2 separate regions of the Mus musculus genome follow, and region 1 is linked to region 2. A link is a contact called in public promoter capture Hi-C data. All regions are on one chromosome and are shown on one strand. Each heading gives the region's core, a stretch centred on a gene start, on an enhancer-like site or on the middle of the called end of the contact. The rest is flanking DNA. Distances are from core to core; before and after follow the strand shown. Region 1 holds the start of Evx2 (even-skipped homeobox 2). Region 2 holds the start of Lmx1b (LIM homeobox transcription factor 1 beta).

The links. Promoter capture Hi-C pulls out the DNA fragments that hold promoters and counts their contacts.
Region 1: a promoter capture Hi-C map of embryonic stem cells shows a contact between it and region 2, with 5 read pairs. The contact joins the promoter of Evx2 here to the promoter of Lmx1b in region 2. A contact is called at or near these places in 5 of 39 promoter capture datasets (cranial neural crest, embryonic stem cells, maxillary cranial neural crest and 1 more).

The regions. Positions count from the first base shown.
Region 1 is chr2:74,658,150-74,662,128 of GRCm38.p6, forward strand. Evx2 (even-skipped homeobox 2) reads right to left here and starts at 1,408. Exons shown (of 3, transcript NM_007967.3): 1 at 844-1,408. The coding sequence starts at 1,270. It overlaps Gm31790 (a long non-coding RNA gene), which reads left to right and starts at 3,402. Exons shown (of 3, transcript XR_374674.2): 1 at 3,402-3,979.
Region 2 is chr2:33,639,058-33,643,237 of GRCm38.p6, forward strand. Lmx1b (LIM homeobox transcription factor 1 beta) reads right to left here and starts at 2,041. Exons shown (of 8, transcript NM_010725.3): 1 at 1,385-2,041; 2 at 432-618. The coding sequence starts at 1,541. Gm39790 (a long non-coding RNA gene) reads left to right here and starts at 604. Exons shown (of 3, transcript XR_866136.3): 1 at 604-890; 2 at 1,013-1,173; 3 at 1,322-1,414. It overlaps C130021I20Rik (Riken cDNA C130021I20 gene), which reads left to right and starts at 2,136. Exons shown (of 3, transcript NR_046275.1): 1 at 2,136-2,287; 2 at 2,419-2,544; 3 at 3,070-4,180.

The sequences.
Region 1 (3,979 bases), core at 158-2,657, about 41 Mb after region 2:
GCTGTCAAAATTGATGGGATCTGTCAGGCTTACAAATTGCTGCCGTTAATGAAATCAATGAAGTTTGGGGAGCCCTTCCTAACCAAATAATAGAAACAGAATTTGAAAAGGTTGTTCTTTTTCCAATAATTAGAAAATTACCACTCGGTAGGAAAATTTGCTGGGGAAGAATGCCTACCTTGGAACCAGTTTAAGAAGCTGTGGGTTTGACAGTCTAGGAACCATAGGGCAGCTCTTTATGCGGCTTCCAATCTTTCTTTGACAGCCTTTGGGGTTAAAATATCTTAGGATTTTCAAAGCATTTGCAGCTCAAGCTCAAGCCAGTAAAGGGAAGGAGGCGCCCACTTTTCAAACTCTTTTCTGTCCGCTGACTTAAGCGGTTGAGCAGAGGTGCGAGGCCAGACTCTCTGTCTCAGACTTATCCAGAGGAGTGTCCCCTCTACCCGGCCCTGGGGGCTCCAGAAGCAACTGAGTTCGGAGCTCCTGTCCAGGGCACCCTTCCCAAAAAGCAACTAAGCCACCCGGGCTAGCAGCGCTGTGTCGCCTCGCCCCAGCTCTTACGCCCCAGCTCTTAGATCGGCAAGCGAAACATTTGCTTCGATTCAGGCAGGAGCCTGGGCGCTTGGGCCTGGCTCCCTAGGCTCCACAGGCCCGGGCTGTGCTGGGATGCTCAAAGAACAGAGCCAGAGGGACCAGTTTTTAGTATGCATCCCTCCCCTGCCCCTGCCAGCTCTGTGAAGCACTTTAGTTAAGAGTCAGAGACCCGCTAAGGTGTGGAAAGGGCTGGCCAGGCCCTCGAGAGAGCCCAGAGGATGAGGCTGGAGTCTGCGGGTACCCGGTTACCTTTGGCATTGTTTTCCTTGAGCGGTGCAGCGCCCAGGCCGCTGGGGGAGCGCAGTGCGGAGCAGCCCACCTCCACGTCGCTGCTCATGTCGGCCTCGGCGGCCGCTTCGGAATAATGACTAGGCTTCTTGCGGCTCTCGGTAGCGGAGGCAATTTCGGAGGAGACGGTGCTTTCGCTGCTCGGGTGCTGCAGGTTGAACAAAGTGTCTATTTCGAATTTGCCTTTGGCGGGGAGGTCTCCCAGAGCTCCGTGCAGCGGGGCGGACGGCAGGCGCGGACTGAGGCGAGCCGGGTGCTGCGAATTTTCCAGGGCCTCGAGCACAGCACCGCCAGCTGAATCGGACAAACTGGAGAACCTCTTGCCAGCAGTAGGGCTGTGGAGCCCTCTTTCCATCAGAATCATCTCTTTTCTTATTCTTTCCATCATCTCAGCTTTCTAAAAAATGTCACAGTGGCCTGGCTGTCCCGTCTTAATGATGGGCTGCGCCCAGGGCTGATTCTCATTCAGCCCCAGCAAGCGGCTCTAAATATTATTATCTCTTTTGGAGGGAGGCGGAAAAAATTGTGGGATGCCAGAGCGAGGGAATGACTGGTCAAAATGACCCATACATCCTTCCGAGTCGGAGATGTCATTCATCAAAAAGTAGCGCCCGCTCGTCATTAAGGTACGAATGACGCCGTTCGAATAATCATTTATTGTAACAGGTTTATAAGCAAATAAATACACGCTCCTGTCAGTGGGTAATGAAGGCGACTTCAGAGCAGACAAATAGATCCAGGTAGGAGACGAGAAGACACGAGAAGTGAGGAAGAAGGCTCCGGTCCTTTGCCCGCTCCCAGCCAGTTCTGCTCGCCCGGGGGTTTGGCCTCGGGGGTGAAATTGACAGTCTGATTAATAGAGCACGCCGCGGCGCATTTCCCCCTTCATTTAGGGGCATCATTACGCTCTCAGTTTGCTGGGTTGCCCCTTAGGTCCTAATCATGCAGCGCCTTCCTCATTTCTCCACGAACACAGATACGTGTTAAATAATAGATAATGCTTTGATTTTTCCAGGGTAGATTCTTGAGAAGTTTTTGTTTTGTTTTGTTTTGTTTTGTTTTGCCTTAACATTTACAAGCTGGGGGCGTAAGGGGGGCGGGTAAAGGGGAGGATACAGGAAGAGTTGCGTAAGAAGACCTCGCGCCCACTCCTGTCAGGATTACTTATCTTTCTGTTTTAAGAACCAAATATTAATAATGAGTATTTTATTTAACAAATAGAATTCTGAGTTCTTTCTCTCTCCTTACTTTTTCCTCTCAGTCTTGATTCTCCCCTCCAACACACACACACACACAGAGAGAGAGAGAGAGAGAGAGAGAGAGAGAGAGAGAGAGAGAGAGAGAGAATATATCTTGTAGACTTTTGAAAATGCTTTCTTGCTACGTGGCTGAGGAGGTACACAGGACCCGTGCCGTGCCTCCAAGTGGAAATCATTACATCTTCTCTTATTTTCTACCACTGCTTGCAGGCTAACTTCTGAACTCGAAGACCTTAGATTTTTTGTTTTATAATCCTCTGATGGATAAGCTTCTCACCCTCGCATTCTCCCTTAGGGGAAATAAACTAGACTGGAGGATCTGATAGTAGAAATTGACAGCTAACTTTAAACACAATCATGATTTACCGTACCATAGCTCCCCATCACAGAACCCACTTTTTAAAATTGCCGGCTTTCTCCCACCCTTCTCAAATAGAGGAATTCGTGGTGAAGTAACTGGGTTTTGGGGGTCAAAGTGGAGGGAATGGAATCTCCTGCTGCCTCCCTTCCTTTCCCACTTTGTTCTTCTTCCACTTCTCCATCCTCCCCCTCCTCCACCCTAGGCCCTTACCTGTGGCCCCCGGTGTTCCTGGTGCTGACTGGGGGCACAGAGAGTCTCCAACCAGCCTTGCCTCTTCTCCTTCCCGCCTGAGGCTGGAGGCTGAGCCTCTTGGCGATAACTTTGATAGTCATAATGACGCCGGTGGCAACCATTTTAAGGAAGATCAATCTTCACTCAAATGCGCTCATCTCCTCCCGCGCTTGCGCCCCACCCTGCCCGACTCAGATGCGTCGTGCCAGTTTGCCCGCCTGCTGCCCCAGAAGCAGAGCTTTGTCCGCACTGGCGAGGTCCACGGAAGACAGGGACAGGACACAGTGGTCTAGCGCGTGAGCTTCCGAAGCAGCCTAGAGAGCCTGGCAGTCTTGATGCTGGTTTTGCATCCCGGTCACAGGACTAACTGAGACCCTAACCCGGGCCCCCCTCCTTCCCGCCTTGAGACACACCCAGCATATTGGGGTGTGTTAGGGGGTAAACCTCTGATCTAATTGCCCATCTGTCTGTTGGCGCTTTCTTTTTAACCTTGGACCCGTTGGGGGCGCGTCAAGAATGTAAGGGGAGGTGAGGTGTGAAATATATTTATATACATGTGTATACATATATAGTCAATGCCAAAAGTTTTTCACCTCTTCCCCTTAGCGCCAACTTATTTCTACAGGCAAGCTTGCTGGAAAAAAAAAAAAAAAAAAAAAAAAAAAACAATCCCACCTCTTTAAAGTTGTAAGTGGAAAATTGCATAGGCTCGCAGGCTTAGGAGAATTGTCTGGTGGGCGATGACCTCCATTTGAGAATTTGACCCAGCATCCACCTTTGCCCCTGTCCCAGTGGCTATTCTACCCTAGTGGTCATTCAGTTCCTGGCACTTGCATTGTCCTCAAGCAGGATTTTGGCTACCTCTCTTCGCTAATCACACGTCCAGCTCTGCGGGCGCCCCCAACTGCTTCTCAGCCAGGACGCCCAGCTCCACCGGTCCAGGCAGTCTGGGCCCCAGTGTCTCTGGGAGGATCCTGCTACCTAATCCTTCTCTACCCAAGGGACTAGAAGAGAATCTTTGGTCTAGGCTAGGCTCCATGGGGGGCCAAGACCCTGGCAGCAAGTGGTCGCTCAGCCTGGGCGGAAATCCGCCGATGCCTTTATTGCTGTCATTTGGCGCCCCCATCTGTTTTCCTCGCGGTTTCAGCAGCTGTGAGCTGCTTTTCTGTCGCAGAAACCTCAGTGGCCTAGGAAGATTTCTTACCTTCTTCTACGACCCACCGCCTCTGGTTCCAAAAGCTGGCCA
Region 2 (4,180 bases), core at 791-3,290:
CCTGCTCCAGGAACCCCAGACGCTCTTGAACTGGGGAAACACAGTCAGGCTTGGCTCTCTAAAGCAATGCCTTTCTTGGAAAATATATTCTTGTCCCCACTTCAGGCTTTAGAGGGGCCAAGCCCTCTCCCAGGACAAACATCGTATCGACCGACCAGTCCGCCCCGGGCTTTGTCTTGTACCCCAATTCAGTCACTCTGCGCAGGTTTCCGGGACAACAGATGGCACCTAGGGGCACCCCACCACTGTCGGCTGGAAGGAGATGATTCGCCCCAGCCCGGAGACACGCAGCCCTTTGAGCCATCGGAGCTGCCGGGCCCAGTGGAGCGCAGAGCCGGCCGCAGGGCGGCGTGGGCCCTTCCCGGCAGGGACCGGCCGGGCTGGAGTGCTGGTCCATGGCGGGGAAAGAGAGGAGGGCGAGAGGCGCTTACTGTTGGTAGTCTTGTTTGCAGTACAGTTTCCGATCCCGGAAGTAGCAGCTGGTGGTGAGGGCTTGCTGACATGCCGCGCACTGCAAACACTCCTCGTGCCAGGACGACTCGTTGACTCGCATCAGGAAGCGGTCGGAGATGGGCCGCTGGCAGCCCTCGCAGACGGCGGGATGCGGGCAGTCGGAGCCTGCAGCGCACAGGGCGAGAGCCGGGCCGTCAGCGCCGCTTGGCCCAGCCCCGGAGCGCCTCCCGTCGCCTGAGGACCCCAGCCGGCGAGCCAGAGACCCGGCAGCCCTAGACAGCACGCTCCTTTCCGTAAGCTGGGGCGCCGTGAGGCCGAGGGCCTGCAGCCTTGGCTGGGCGCTGCGCTCTCCCCGCTCGCGGAGATCCAGCGGATGGTGTTATTACCAACGAGAAGGAGCTCCGCGCGGGGTGGCCGGCTGGAACCCAACCAGCGAGGTGAGGCCAGGACACTCGCTGGCTGACACGCCCCACGATGCTGTTGGAACCTTCTACCCCAAGAACCGCGGTTGGGATAGACCCGGGGATAGTTTTCTCTTCTAAAAGCTCCCCTTCCCCAGGTGACCTGGCCTCTCTCCCGGGCTCTAAGGAGACAACTTGGTTCTCCAGCATCCCTGCCACCCGCTTCCCACCCCAGCTCAGTCCAGTGTAGCAGCACTAGAACCCAGACCCGGAGAGGACGGTGTGAGTGACGGCTGAGGCTGTTCAGTCCTCTGTCTAGGTGACGTCCCTGAACGTTTTCCCCTCAGGGAGCTCTGTCTCGGTGTGCTTGTTACCCCTCCGGTGGTCATTCCAGGGGTCCGGACCCCCTCCCCACGTCCTGAAAACCTATTTTCTTTATTCTTTGCCCCTCACGCCGGTATCCACAGCGGCACGACGGACAACCCTACCCCCTGACCCGCACTATTCGAGCGTTGCGACCCAGCACTCACCCAGCAGCACCCCCAGGGTGGCGGGCCCGGGGCGAAGGGCGTGCTCCTCCATCTTGATGCCGTCCAACATCTTGATGCCGTCCAACATCTTGGCGCAGTCCGTCTGCCCGCGAGGGAAGCACCTCTCCAGCGACTCGGGACCTGTTGCTATATCCATGGGACGCCCGGCGCGCTGCGGACCCCGCCGGCTGGGCCGCTCACCCTCCGGCCCGTCCGCCCGCTCCGCTGCAGCCGGGGAGGCGCGGCGCCCGCGGGGTCGGGGCCGCCCGCTGCCCCGGGGCGAGCGTGGAGCGGCGGCGCGCTGGCCCCGGGCCCCGGCGTCGTGCGGGAGGGCCCGGGCGGCTGGCAGCCCCGCGCGCCGCTCTCTACCGGCTACTCGCAGCCACGCGCACTCGCTGCTCGCCTGTCACCTGCTTGTCAGCCCCGGGTCCCGGCTGCAGCAGCGGGCGGCACGCGGAGCCGCCCGGAGGAGTAGGAGGAGGCGGCGGCGGCGGCGGCGGGCGGGGGAGGGGGCGGGGGTGCAGGGGCGGCCCCGCGGGCTGGGGGGGCGCGGGCGTCGCAGCAGGGTCCCGGGCGGGGCGCAGCAGGCCGCGGGGCTCCAGGCGCGCTCCCCGCACTACTCCAGTGCCATGGTGCGCCCGAGGAGCCGCTCGGTTTAGAGCTGGGGCTGGCGGCGGAGGGATACTCCGGCCCCGAGCCGCCTCACCCCTCCTCAAACTTCCTGACATTTGAACTCATTGGTGCGCCTCGTATCACTGCGCCGGGATGAGCCGGCTGCTCCACGTCAAATAGTGCCGTCGCCTCCCCCCCTCCCTGCGGGAGGGCTCCCTTAGCCCCCGTCCTGCACCCCGTGCCGCGCCCTGAATCCAGGCGACCATCCTGTCCACCATTGGCAGAAGTTTGGTTAGCCATCGAAACAAATCCTGTGCCCCACCCCTCTTGAAAAATTGATTTGGGAGTTGGGGAAATCAGGCTTTCTTTTTTTTCTTTCTTGCCTTTTTTATTATTAATATTTTTGTTGTTTTTTTTTTAAGCTCCAGCGCTCAGAGGAGTGGCCCCAAGCGAGGCCAGACTGTGAGGACGGCGGGGAACGCAGCGACTTCTCCAGGGGACAGCGCCAGGCGGGAGCGGCTGGCCCAAACCCGGACTCGTAGTCTAAGGTAGGTCGCAGGGTCTGAGTTGGTGTCCCCTCGGGAGGCGGGGCCTGCACCGGACAGCCTGGTGTGCTGAGAGGGCTCCTAGGGTCGAGGGATGGGGAACATCAAATGTAAGCAAGAACCGCTGGCCCCGGACTCGCCAAAGGGAACCCTGACCTGGGGAGGGGGTGTAAGGGCTGTAGTTTGAGTAAGTAGTCCCAAAAAGCCCAGGCCTGGCAGAAATAGGGCGGGGGAATGAGTTGAGGGGGCTCTCATAGCCAGAATGGGAGATCTTGGGTGAAAGAGGACGGTCAGGCCCGGGTTGAGACCAAGAGAGTGTTAAGAGGGTCAACAGGGCTCGGAAAGATATCTTGTTCCCGGCCGGGGTCAGTGGGCGAAGGCTGGGCCTCCCAAGGCTTGGAGTATGAGGGGCAGGTAAGAAGTGGTGTCCTCAAGATCTAGGGGTGGAGGCCTGGAACGGCATGGGTACAGTCGTTCTAAGGAAATCTGTGTGACCTCTGAAATCGGTGCCCTTTCATTGTGGCTAAGGGACCTGGCCAGGGTTAGAGACTGAGCGCTGGCCACCCTTGGCAAAGTGGGCCTCGACAGCGGGCAACGCAAGGCCAGCGGCACGCAGCTGGAGACTCCTGGGTGCATCCGGCCAGACATCCGCGAGAAAACTAGAAGACGTCGCATCGGGAAACAGGGTACCTTCGGCCCCACCACTCCCGCGCGGGTTTCGTCCTGGAATAGCAGGAGGGATGGTGCGGTCCCAGGGCAGGAGTTAACAGCCCCTGCGAGCTGCTGCTGGGCGGCCCTGGCCCCTCCGGCTGTGGAGCAGCGGCGCGAAGCCGGGAGGGGATGGAGGGCTCGGAGGGCGGGTCCCCTGACCCCGCTAGAGGCGAGAGGGCGGATCAGATTTGGAGCCTGAGGGAGGCTTGGTCAGAAGTGGCCCCCTGTGCTGGGGGGGCCCCCCGGAGGGGCCCGGCTTTGTGGAGGATTAGCGGTCACCGCCCCACCCCAGTACCTGCGTGTGTGTCGGTGGGTATCGGAGTGTGTCTGTGTGTGTCCGCGCTCCCGCCTCGCGGAAGCTATTGAGAACGTGTGCACCCGTATTCCTGTGCACATACATTTTGTGTTTGTGTGTCCTTACGTCTTTCCAGGCAATGAGTGTGTGTGTTTTCGGTACACGTCTCTCGTGCTTCTATGTCATGTTTTTTACACGTCTTTGTGTGTGTCCTCGTGAAGGTGTAGATAGTGAAGATGTCTACGCCTTTGTATGCGCCTCGGCCCCTTTAGCGAATCTGGTAGATTTTTCTCTATAAGTGTGTCTCTGAGTTACCTTTGTGTTTCTGTTTGCCCCGGAGCTCCTGAATTGTTCTGTGTCGCCCAGGGGTTTTTGTGTTTGTGGCTTTGTGTTCTGTGTATTTCTCGGCGCCTTTGTGTATCCAGGAGCATGGGTATGTGGATGTAGAGTTTTCTTCACCCACCCTTCGTCCTTGTTTTTACCCAGTGTGAAAAATCTAAGGCCTTGAGCCCTGAGGTTGGGCAGAGGCCTGGGCCTGGATCTGGACCGCCTTCTCTGGGTATCTGGGCCCTGGCGCGTTACTGCGGGAAGAAGCCGAGCGGGTAAAGGCTGGGGCGTGCAGAGCCGGGAGGC